2 separate regions of the Mus musculus genome follow, and region 2 is linked to region 1. The links are chromatin contacts, called in public promoter capture Hi-C maps. All regions are on one chromosome and are shown on one strand. Each heading gives the region's core, a stretch centred on a gene start, on an enhancer-like site or on the middle of the called end of the contact. The rest is flanking DNA. Distances are from core to core; before and after follow the strand shown.

What was found. Promoter capture Hi-C pulls out the DNA fragments that hold promoters and counts their contacts.
Region 2: a promoter capture Hi-C map of embryonic stem cells shows a contact between it and region 1, with 4 times the contacts expected there. The contact joins the promoter of Pgghg here to the enhancer-like site in region 1. A contact is called at or near these places in 8 of 39 promoter capture datasets (cranial neural crest, embryonic stem cells, epiblast stem cells and 5 more), 13 of 115 datasets of contacts at active chromatin or transcription factors (T-cell acute lymphoblastic leukemia, astrocytes, bone marrow-derived macrophages and 7 more) and 1 of 9 other capture datasets (embryonic stem cells).

What each region holds. Positions count from the first base shown.
Region 1 is chr7:140,075,241-140,080,411 of GRCm38.p6, forward strand. All of the region lies in intron 1 of Caly (calcyon neuron-specific vesicular protein), which reads right to left. Among named protein-coding and RNA genes, the nearest start is that of Caly, 4.7 kb to the right of the region's middle. Within about 2 kb of position 2,666, at least 23 of the 459 cell types and tissues checked have an H3K27ac peak or open chromatin away from gene starts, as enhancers often do. A contact at or near this core is called in bone marrow-derived macrophages and embryonic stem cells, where this site is marked.
Region 2 is chr7:140,938,955-140,944,125 of GRCm38.p6, forward strand. Pgghg (protein glucosylgalactosylhydroxylysine glucosidase) reads left to right here and starts at 2,437. Exons shown (of 14, transcript NM_145387.5): 1 at 2,437-2,689; 2 at 3,331-3,611; 3 at 4,032-4,242; 4 at 4,323-4,758. The coding sequence starts at 3,356.

The sequences.
Region 1 (5,171 bases), core at 1,416-3,915:
AAATATCACAAAACAACCTCCCCTCATATAGAACTCCAGTCCCAGACATCATACCAATATAACCATATATTTTAATATTATTTTTTTAAGATTTATTTATTATATATAAGTACACTGTAGCTGTCTTCAGACTCTCCAGAAGAGGGCGTCAGATCTCATTACGGGTAGTTGTGAGCCACCATGTGGTTGCTGGGGTTTGAACTCAGGACCTTCAGAAGAGCAGTCAGTGCTCTTAACCTCTGAGCCATCTCTCCAGCCCCCATATTTTTATTTTTTAATCACTTTATACACATCGCTTTATTCACATCACAGCCCACTCCTTCCCCTCTTCCCAGGCCCACTTTTACAAATCCCTCTCCCCATTTCCTCCACAAGATGCCCCCCCCCTTGGGCAACACTGGGCCCAATATAATAACGTATGGTTTTTTTTTTAAAGATTTATTTATTTTATATATGTGAGTACACTGTCGCTGTCTTCAGACAACCAGAAGAGGGCATCAGATCCCATGACAGATGGTTGTGAGCCATCAATCATGTGGTTGCTGGGAATCGAACTCAGGTCCTCTAGAAGAGTAGTCAGTGTTCTTAACCGCTGACCCATCTCTCCAGCCCCCAGTATAACCATCTTTAAAAGGAAATACTGTAAACGTATTGTGAAATTCCAGAGAAAGAACAAAGAAGCTCTCATCAACTCCTGAGGCCAACCCCTTCTTCCTCCCTCCCAGCTCCCAAGCACATTCAGAAGGAGGACTTACAAGTCAGTCTCCCCGCCCCCCCCGCCCCTTCCCCCCCTCAATCCCAGACAGTAGAGACCTGTGGTGAAACTTGAGCAGGCTGAGATCAGCAAAATATAAAAAGATCACGGAGGTTGTGTGTATTGCGGGTGCGGAATTTGGTAAGCAGTTCCATGGGGCTGGGGAGATGGTGGCTCAGTTGGTAAAGTGCTTGCTATGCAAGCATGGAGACCTGGCTCAGATCCCCAGTGCCCACACAGAAGCTGGGCCAGTGGCTGGCATCTATAATCCCAGTGTTGGGAGGAAATGGGCAGAGATGTGTGGAATTTGGTGGCTCAATAGCTACCTAGCCAGCATAGCTGAAATGCAGAGGTTGAAGTTCAGTGAGAGACTCTCTCAAAGTAAGGCAGAGAGTGATCGAGGAAAAAAGTAAAATGACCTATGCACACACAGGTGAGTGTACCTGAACACACAGGCACACATCACATACACAGACACACAAACACATACGCACACACAAAAGGTGCCTGGGGGGCAGGCACTGGAGAGATAGTTCAGCAGCTAAGAGCACTTGTTCTTGTAGAGGACTTGAGTTCAGTTCCCAGCACCAATATGGTGGCTCAAAAATGGTCTATAAAGCCAGTTCTGAGGACCTGACAAGTCTCTTCTGACCCCTGCAGACATCAGATACACAAGTGGTTACATACATAGTTACCAGGTTGTTAGCATTTTCCCTAGGCTCTGCCCAACAGTTACCTAGTAACAGCCAGGCTCCTACCTGGCTTGCTTCCTCTCCTCCCCCTCTTCCTCTCTTTCTCTCTCCCCTCTCTGTTGTTCTTTGTCCCCCTCTCTCTACCCCTTCCTCCAGGTCCCAAATAAATTCCTTTTTATATGGCATGGCTTGATTTCTCAGGGGGTTGCCTTGGCACTGGCCACCAAGGCACCCCCCTCACACTGCCGTTTTATAAAACACACATCACAGACAAAACATCCGTTCTGACACATAAAATAAATCTAAATTAAACAAAATAAGAAGGGATTGACAAGATGGCTCAGCAGTTAAAAGCATTTGCTGATTTGACAGAGGACCCGGGTTCAGTTCCTAGCATCTACATAGTGACTCACAATGACCCATAATTCCAGTTGGAGGGTCTCTGTCTCCCTCTTCTGACCTCCACAAGCATCAGGCATGCATGCGGTACTCAGACATACACTCAGGCAAAATGCCTATACAAATAAGAAAAATAAAATAAAATATTTAAAAAAATAAGAAAAACTAGCCAGCGAACACCTTTAATCTCAGCACTCAGGAAGGCAGAGGCAGGTGGATCTCTGAGTTTAAGGCCTGCCTGGTCTATAAAGTGAGTTGTGGACAGCCAAAGCTGTCACAGAGAAATCCTGTCTTGAAAAAAAAAACCTAAATAAATATAAAAATAAGAAAAGCTATCTCCTTTTTACATTAACAGCATAAAGAAGAAAATTATCTAGGCAATTTTAGCAGGAGTCAAAAATATATTTGGGAAGACTTGAAGTTCACTTACAATTTTAAAAATGTGCTTGCACACTGAGGGCAGAGGAAGAAGGATATTCTTAAATTCCAACAAATTTATTGAGTGTAAGTCTTGTTGTTTTGGTTTGTTTGTTTGTTTGTTGTGGTTTGTCGTTTGAGACAGGCTCTCATTATAGCTCAGGCTGGTCTTAAACTCCGGATCTTCGTGCCTCAGACTCCGGAGTCCGGGATTACAGGTGTGCATCATAACACAAACTTGAATTTGGGTTTTCTGTTTTTGAGACCACAGAAATACAGATGGCCTTGTCTGGTCTGGTGGTTTTCGTAAATACACATGGCCCCTTAGGCTCATGTATTTGAATGCTTAGTCACCAGGGAGTGTCACTACTTAAAGAAAAAAAAAAATACTTAGAAGAATTAGGAGGTGTGGCCTTGTTGGAGGAAGTGTGTCCTTGGGTGTGGACTTGGAGGTTTCAAAAGCCCACGCCTAGCAGAGGGTTTCTCTATGGTTGGATCAGGATGTAGCTCCGGGCTACTTCTCCAGCAGTGCGGCATTCCTTGGATAATGCACCAAACCTCTGAATCTGTAATCAAGCCTTCACTTGAATGCCTTTTTAATATAAGAGTTTCCTCGGTTATGGTGTCTCTTCACAGCATCAGAACTGACTAAGACAGCCAGTGAAGTTCCAGAAACGATGGTCCTGAGTGCTCAGTCAGCACAGTTGCACAGGGGCAAAGAAACCAGGCCAGGGGGTTGGAACCTAGTCCTGATTATTCATGGACGAAATCGCTGTTGTGTTTAAATGCAAAAGCAAATCCCGTGTGTGTGTGTGTGTGTGTGTGTGTGTGTGTGTGTAAACATTGAAAGACTCCAGGGTCAGCGAGATGGCTCAGTGGGTGACTGGCTGCCAAGCCGGGCAATCTGAGTTCAGTCCCCAGGACTCCCATGGTGGACCGAGAAAACCGCCTTCTGCAAGGTGTGCTCTGACCTCCACATGTGCAACGTGACATAATTTTACTCACACACAATACATAAGAGCAATACAATATTTAAGGGATGGGAGAAATAATTCAGTGGTTATAAGAACTGATTTTTTTTCTTCCACATCAATATCTAGCACCCACACAGCCGCTCACAGATCTGAAACTCCAGTTCCAGGGAGTCCAATGGCCTCTTCTTCAGGGGCACCGGAAATACATGAGGTGTACACACATACACATATGTAAAACACTAATACATACAAAAAATTTTAAAATGAAAAAGTCCAGTTAAATTTGAGTTTATAGAAAGCAGATGTATTTCTATATGTCAGTGGCAAATGTTTATTTTGATACTTTTAACTATGTGTGTAATTTATTTACTGTTTTCCATAAATGCATGTCTGTGCTTACTTGCACAGGTCAGAAGAGGGCGCTGCTGCCCCGGGAAATGGAGTTTTATTTGCGTCTGTATGTGCAGTTGCCTTCAGAAGCCAGGGCATCACATCCCTGAGCCGAGGCTATAAGGAATTGGGAGCTGCCTGATGCGGGTGCTTGGAATACAACTTAGGTCCCCTCTGCTCTCTACCTCTGAGACTACTCTCCAGCCCCTGTTTTTTTTTGTTCATTTGGTTTTTGGGGGTGTGTTTTGTTTTGTTTTGTTTTGTTTTAAAATAATGTTGGGTTTCACTCTATAGCCCTATACAGTCCAAGGCTGGCCTTGAACTCAATATTCTCTTGCCTCAGCCTCCCCAGATGTGAGCCAGCTAAGATTTCATTTAAATAATTTCAAGCCCCAGGACAGAGATGATGGGCAGTTGCTCCATATGGAAGGCCATGAAATATTGGCGAGGGGAGCAAGGCACATCTGAATCCTCCGTCAGGTAAAGAAGACTATCGTGCAGATTTTGGAGGTCTTTATGCTCTAACATCTCTGACAGTATTTATAGAATCAACAACTCTCAATCAAAATTCCAACAAATTTGTTTATGAACTTAAAACATCAAATTTTTTGTGTTGAAGGCAGAAAGACACAAGATGTTTGGACAAAGGAAGTCCATCTTGCTGGGTATCTGCCCTGAACACAGCAGTGTACACTGGTGGTGTTGATGCTTTGCAGAGGGAAACCCATTTGACATATTCTATGCATTCAGATCTCAGTTAATAGCAGAGAAGCTGCCTGCATCTTAATAATTAAAGTCTGCTTGGAACGGTGAAGCTAATCTGGTCACTACATGCATATTCAAATGCAGATAATGAGCACACACACAATGCACAAGTGAATACAGCAATTTGTTCTAGGTGCATGAACAGGGAAAACCGACACAACAGAGCACTCTAGAGACAGTGCAGAAGCATATTTACAGTCTCAGGAAGAGAAAGATTTCCCCAGCAGTACTCACAGAGGAAAATCTCAATAAAATGACTTTTCATGTTAAAATTAAGAATCCTTGCCTATAAAGACAAGACCTTCAAAGAGGACCTTCAAAGAGGAGAAACAGAAGCCAAAACTGGGAGATAATTGCAGCCCACAAGTGACAACAGGGTTGTTGTGGGTTGAATGATGTCCCCACAAAAAGGACCACAATTTTTAACTCGTAAGTGTCAGTGAAAGAGATGTTTAAGCAGCCCTTACAGTTGTAGTGGAATTAAGATGAGATCACACTAGAATGGGGGGAGATGGGGAGTTATTCCACAGTGGGCACCCTTACAAGAGGATTTGGACATAAGAGGAAGGTTTTCTGCAGATGGTGGCAGGCTGGGGTGATGCAGTGTTATCCAAGACTGCTCAGGACAGCTGAGTCTGGAAGGAGCAAAGGAAGACCCTCTCCTCACCGTTTCAACAGAAACACAGCTCTGGGGAAATCTGGTTTTGGACTTCTTGCCTCCAGGATGGTAAAAGTTGTGGTTATTTTGGACAGACTCCCTCAGAAAGCCAGGAGCCCTCC
Region 2 (5,171 bases), core at 1,187-3,686, 860 kb after region 1:
TATATCTCTAGAGTTATAAGAGGGGAGCCTGTGAGCTGAGGTGACTTTGGGACTCTGTGAGTAGGAACTGAGGGACCCTAGAAGCTAGCACAGACTGTAATATGCTAATAGGGACCACAAGCATATGTTAATGGAACAGTCAGAGGTCCCTTTTATCCAAGTAAGTCCTCCCTTTAGCAAGCAAGGACTGTAAGAATATTGGCTTTTGTCTATGTGCCAGACTTTGGGAAATGGAACTTCTTGGCACCTGACAAGAGGAGGACATTTTGGAAAGCCACAACTTGTCAAAATGCAGAGGGTAACTGCTGGATGGACAGCCCCAACGGATATATTTATAGCATAACTCCTGCACTTAAGGCTCAGGATACATCAAGGAACAGGGCCAGGGAGGGGCTTGTAAGAGCCTGATGACCAAGCTATCTTCTGTGAAATTATGCATTCATGCTGTGTTGGGGAAGCTACACCCAGGAAATCTGAACAATTACAGATGCCTAAAGACTGCACACTTTCAACAACAACTGAAGTATATATAATGCCAGGAGGTGGTATATAGTGGGCCCATGCCAAGGTATGCCCGTGTGTAATTATGCCATGCAACAGATCTGGTGTAAAAGAGGTTTCCTGGGGAAAGGAAGAGGAGTGAGGACCCGGAGCAGGGGTAAAGACAGACAAGTGGACAGGCAGACAGACCAGGGCAGAGCCATGGGGGAGGGGGCAGTGGGCGCAGAGAGGGACAGAAAGGAGAGAGGGAGCGGGAGCCGAGGGGGAGGGGGAGGAGAGGGGAGAGGGGGAGAGCGAGGGAGAGCAAGAGAGCAGTCCATCACCTAGCAGCGCTGGCCTTTGCTAGGTCCCTGGGAGGAGCCTAGTGGAAGCCAGCTAGCTAGGGAAAGCTCATGGGGCCCCTCCCCTAGATGAAGAGCTACAATCAATTAACTATTGCAGAAGGAGGGAGAATTAGTCTTCCCCGGGGATGAGCCTCTTTTAGACCTGGGGAAGGAGGAGGGGTGGTAGGGATGGAAACAAACAATTCCTGAGTGTCTGATTAAAGCAAGCTGTATTTACAACTGGCCAGCTGGCTGTCTCTCCTAAAGTCAGGATTTCAGAGAGCAGCCCCTCACTGGCTTTTGAGGTTCCTTTTATGGAGAAAGGTTAGGGCTGATAGAAAACAGATGTCGCGATAATTGGCTGTTAGAAAGGAGGCAATAAAAATAAGTGCAAGAAAACATCACGTGGAAAGGGAGTCATCAAGGTATCTAGGAAGACATTTTCATAAGGCAAAAGGATAGTCGTATCACAGGTTCGGGAGTTTAGCAAGGCAAAGGGGTAGGCACACATGATGGAGTCACAAGTTCAGCACAGGTTGGAAAGCAAGGTTTGCAGGATGCATCAGGCTTAAGAAACAGAAACGGATTCTTGTAGGAGACTTAATAACAATGTGTAACAATGTGGCTCTTTAACATCAACCTGGCACCTGTTCTGGTTTACACCTCCTATTGGTGTTCCAGTACCAAGTGGTCAGCCCCATAAACATATACTCAAATGCAACCCCATAAACATATACTCAAATGCAACACTGAACAGACTCACAGGTGGTGTTTATCTATTTATTCCTTATATGTATATGTAACAACAATGGTTTAAAAAGAGTCCCAGGGGTTGGAGAGATGGCTCAGTGGTTAAGAGCACTGGCTGTTCTTCTGAAGGTCCTGAGTTCAAATCCCAGCAACCACATGGTGGCTTACAATCATCTGCAATAAGTTCTGATGCCCTCTTCTAACATGGAAGTGGACGTGCAGATAGAGCACTCATTTACATAAAAAGCACACATTTAAAAAAAAGAAGAAGAAAAGAAAAAAGAAACTCTTCCAAAAAAAGAGGTCCTGTGCCTGGCAGTGGTGGCGCACTCCTTTAATCCCAGCACTTGGGAGGTAGAGGCAGGTGAATTTCTGAGTTTGAGGACAGCCTGGTCTACAGAGTGAGTTCCAGGACAGCCAGGGCTACACAGAGAAACCCTGTCTGGAACCCCCCCCCCCAAAAAAAGAGGTCCTGTGAATGTGGGTGGGACATACATGGGAGGAGTAGGAGGAAATGGTGTAATTATATTTTAATTAAATCAAAATAAATAAATACTGCTCAGTGTAGTGTGCACGTCTTTAACCCTAACACTGAAGAGGCAGAAGTAGGTTGGAGCTCTGTGAGTTTGAGGACAGCTGGGTTTGCATACCAAGAGTCAGGCCAACCACTCAAAAATAGGATAAAACATAAAAATGAAATAATTTCCCTAAATAGGAAAGGTCCCGTGAGCTAAGGGGAAAGTCTGAAAAGCATTCGGCTGTGGAACTTTTACACAGCACCCACTTCTTTCAGGTTTGCATGAGGTAGGCTTTTCTTACAAGCATCCTGTTCCTTAAATAGCCAGGGTCCTTTCTAGTCACTAAACGTCACTGTAGAGTGGTATCTCAGGTCTGTCCCAGCCTTGCATACATCTTAGAGCCAAAGCTCAACTAACCCCTAGTCCTATTGCGTGGTCTCTTCCCCAAAACCATGACAGTTTCCCAGGTCCCGCCTAAACTCAGACCCGCCCACCTGCCACGCGGCAGGGCCGCTTCTTCTTCCTACCGCCAGGGGCAGCTCGCACCCACAGAGCCTTCTTACACCCGGATCCCCGCACTGAGTGGAGAGGGCAGCGGTGAGTTACAAAAACAGCCCACACTCTTCTCCAGCCCGCCCTCACCCTCTTTCACTGAGTACTCTGAACTCTTTTTCGTCCCTTTATTCCCTAGTCTCTCTTCCCGACAACTCGCGATCGATCCCCCTCTCCGCACCCCACCCCTACACGGGCTTCCTCTTTCCATTTCCTGGGCAAGTCCCGCTACTCCCCAGTTGCGGCCCCACCCCACCCCATCGTCGTCATCCACCCCATCCGGTCCCTCCTCCCCAATCCCAACGCCTCTCCTTGCTGTCCCTCTCCAAATCTCCGGGTTCCTCTTCCTCCACCGTCCGGCCTCACCCTCCCTGAGGATTTAGGGCCCGCGAAGAACTCCCTGATTCCTACCTCAGCAGTTCTTACTTAAGGAAGCTGGCTCAGGAGCTCACAAGAGGGAGGTCGGCGGTGGGTGCTGAGAGAACTTGTTTACAGATTCACTTGGGCTCCTGGCAGTCTTCTTAATTTAAGAATGTTCTTGGCGCCCGCAACCCTTACTTAGGGTAGCTACGCAGCTAGCCCCCGACTCCCCTCACCGCCTGTGGGGATTGGCCAAGTTTGAGGGTTTACTGTGAGTGTGCGTGTGGAGGAAAGTCCAGCTAGTCACTGTTAACTGTCTCCTCCAGGCCGTCTGGGCTGAGGCAGCTTTCCATGGACGGCTCTGAAGATGACCCGACCATATTCAGTGCCCGTTGTCTGCCCAGTGACCCCAGGCTCTGGGCCACTGTAACGAACTCATACCTAGGTACACGTGTGTATCATGACACCATCCATATAAACGGTGTGTACAATGGAGCTGTCGGGGACACTCACCGGGCCAGTCTGCCCAGCCCCCTCAATGTCCAGCTGGAGGCCCCTGCAGGGACAGAACAGCTGACAGAGACCTTTACCCTGGACACCAACACAGGTTAGCTGTCACCAACCCGTGCCAACCTATTGCTCCTCACTTGTCCATGAAGCTGGGAAAGGGGCCACAACCACCAATGTGTGCCTCAGGCCTGTAACCTTGGCACTGGTACTGGGAAGGTTGAGGCGGGAAGACGGAGAGTTGGAGCTCAGCCTCCAGTACACATCAAGATGCATCACAAAAATATGTAAACACATAGCCTTTAATTTAAGGAAGAAGAAGAAGAAAAAAAAAAACATGAAAAAGCCGCCTCCCAAAATGAGGCCTGTGTGGTTGCTCTTGCTTTCTTTTCATCTGGGTGGGCCCACTACACAGTGGGGAGAGGCAGCCTGAGGTCTGAAGGACCCCACTCCCAGCCCAGGAAGGTAATGGTGCTCTGTGGTACTGAGAGTGTGTCTGCCTTTCCCCAACCCTCCCTAGGTTCCTTCCTCCACACCCTGGAAGGCCCCAGCTTCCGGGCTTCCCAGCGGATCTATGCTCACCGTGTGTTACCCCATGTCCTGGTCTTCAGTGTGTCCATTGCACGCTTGACCACAGGGAACAAACCCATCACAGTGCCGTTACGGGCAGACTTCTCCCCCGAAAGCCCAGACCTGGACCTGCGTGTGGGGCCTGACTTCCAGGGACTCCGGTAAGAATCACACTGGGTAAATCTAGGTAGCCCAGAGAGCAGAGCGAGCCCTTTCTTAAGACTCAGCTATGCCCTTGCAGGTACCTGCATGGCCACGTACTTAACCCTGAGCAGCCTGGAGAGCCACAGCAGGAAGTGCATATGCTATGGATGCCTGTCCCCCCAGCCTTGACCCTTGGGGAAGAGGAGAAGGACAGGACCTGGGAGTTTCTGACTGTTGTGGGTAGCAGCCAGGCTGAAGCCCAGGACTGCTTTGCTGAGGCCCTACAGCTGCAGACCAGGGGTGTTCTGTATACAATCCATGCAGACTCCTGGGGCCGGCTCTGGGCAGGCTGTGGCCTGGATGTGGCTGGGCCCCTGGCCCTGCGCCAGGCCCTTCGTGGCTCTCTCTACTACCTGTTCAGTGAGCTTCCCCAGCCTGGCACTCAAGGATTCATCAGCCATGGGCTTAGCCCCGGAGGACTCTCCAATGGGAGTAAGGAGGAATGCTACTGGGGCCATATCTTCTGGGATCAGGTACATCCTACCCTGCACTGGTTACACAGGGGGAGTTGCATGCAAAGATTCCGGGCATTGCCTTTGCACTACCTGAGATCAAGACCAAACATGGGAGCTCTAGATAGGAGGGCTTCCTGGAAGAGATGGTTGGTTTCTCAGAAGAAAGGTGTGTAGGAATGTGGTAGAAAAGAGTGGTCCAGGTTAGAGCAAACAGAAGGCGCAAAGGCTGAGGGTCTGCAACATTTGAAAGCAGAGAAGGGGCCTCATAGCTGGCTAAGAACACCAGAGCCTCAGAGTGAGCCAGGTGCAAGCCTGGAGCTTACAAAAGGACTGGAAAAACCATAGAGACTGTAGAAGAATGATACAAGGAGAGATACAGTCTGGGAAGATTTGGGACTGTCAGGAGCAGCTGGGTGCGGGGGAAGCAAGGG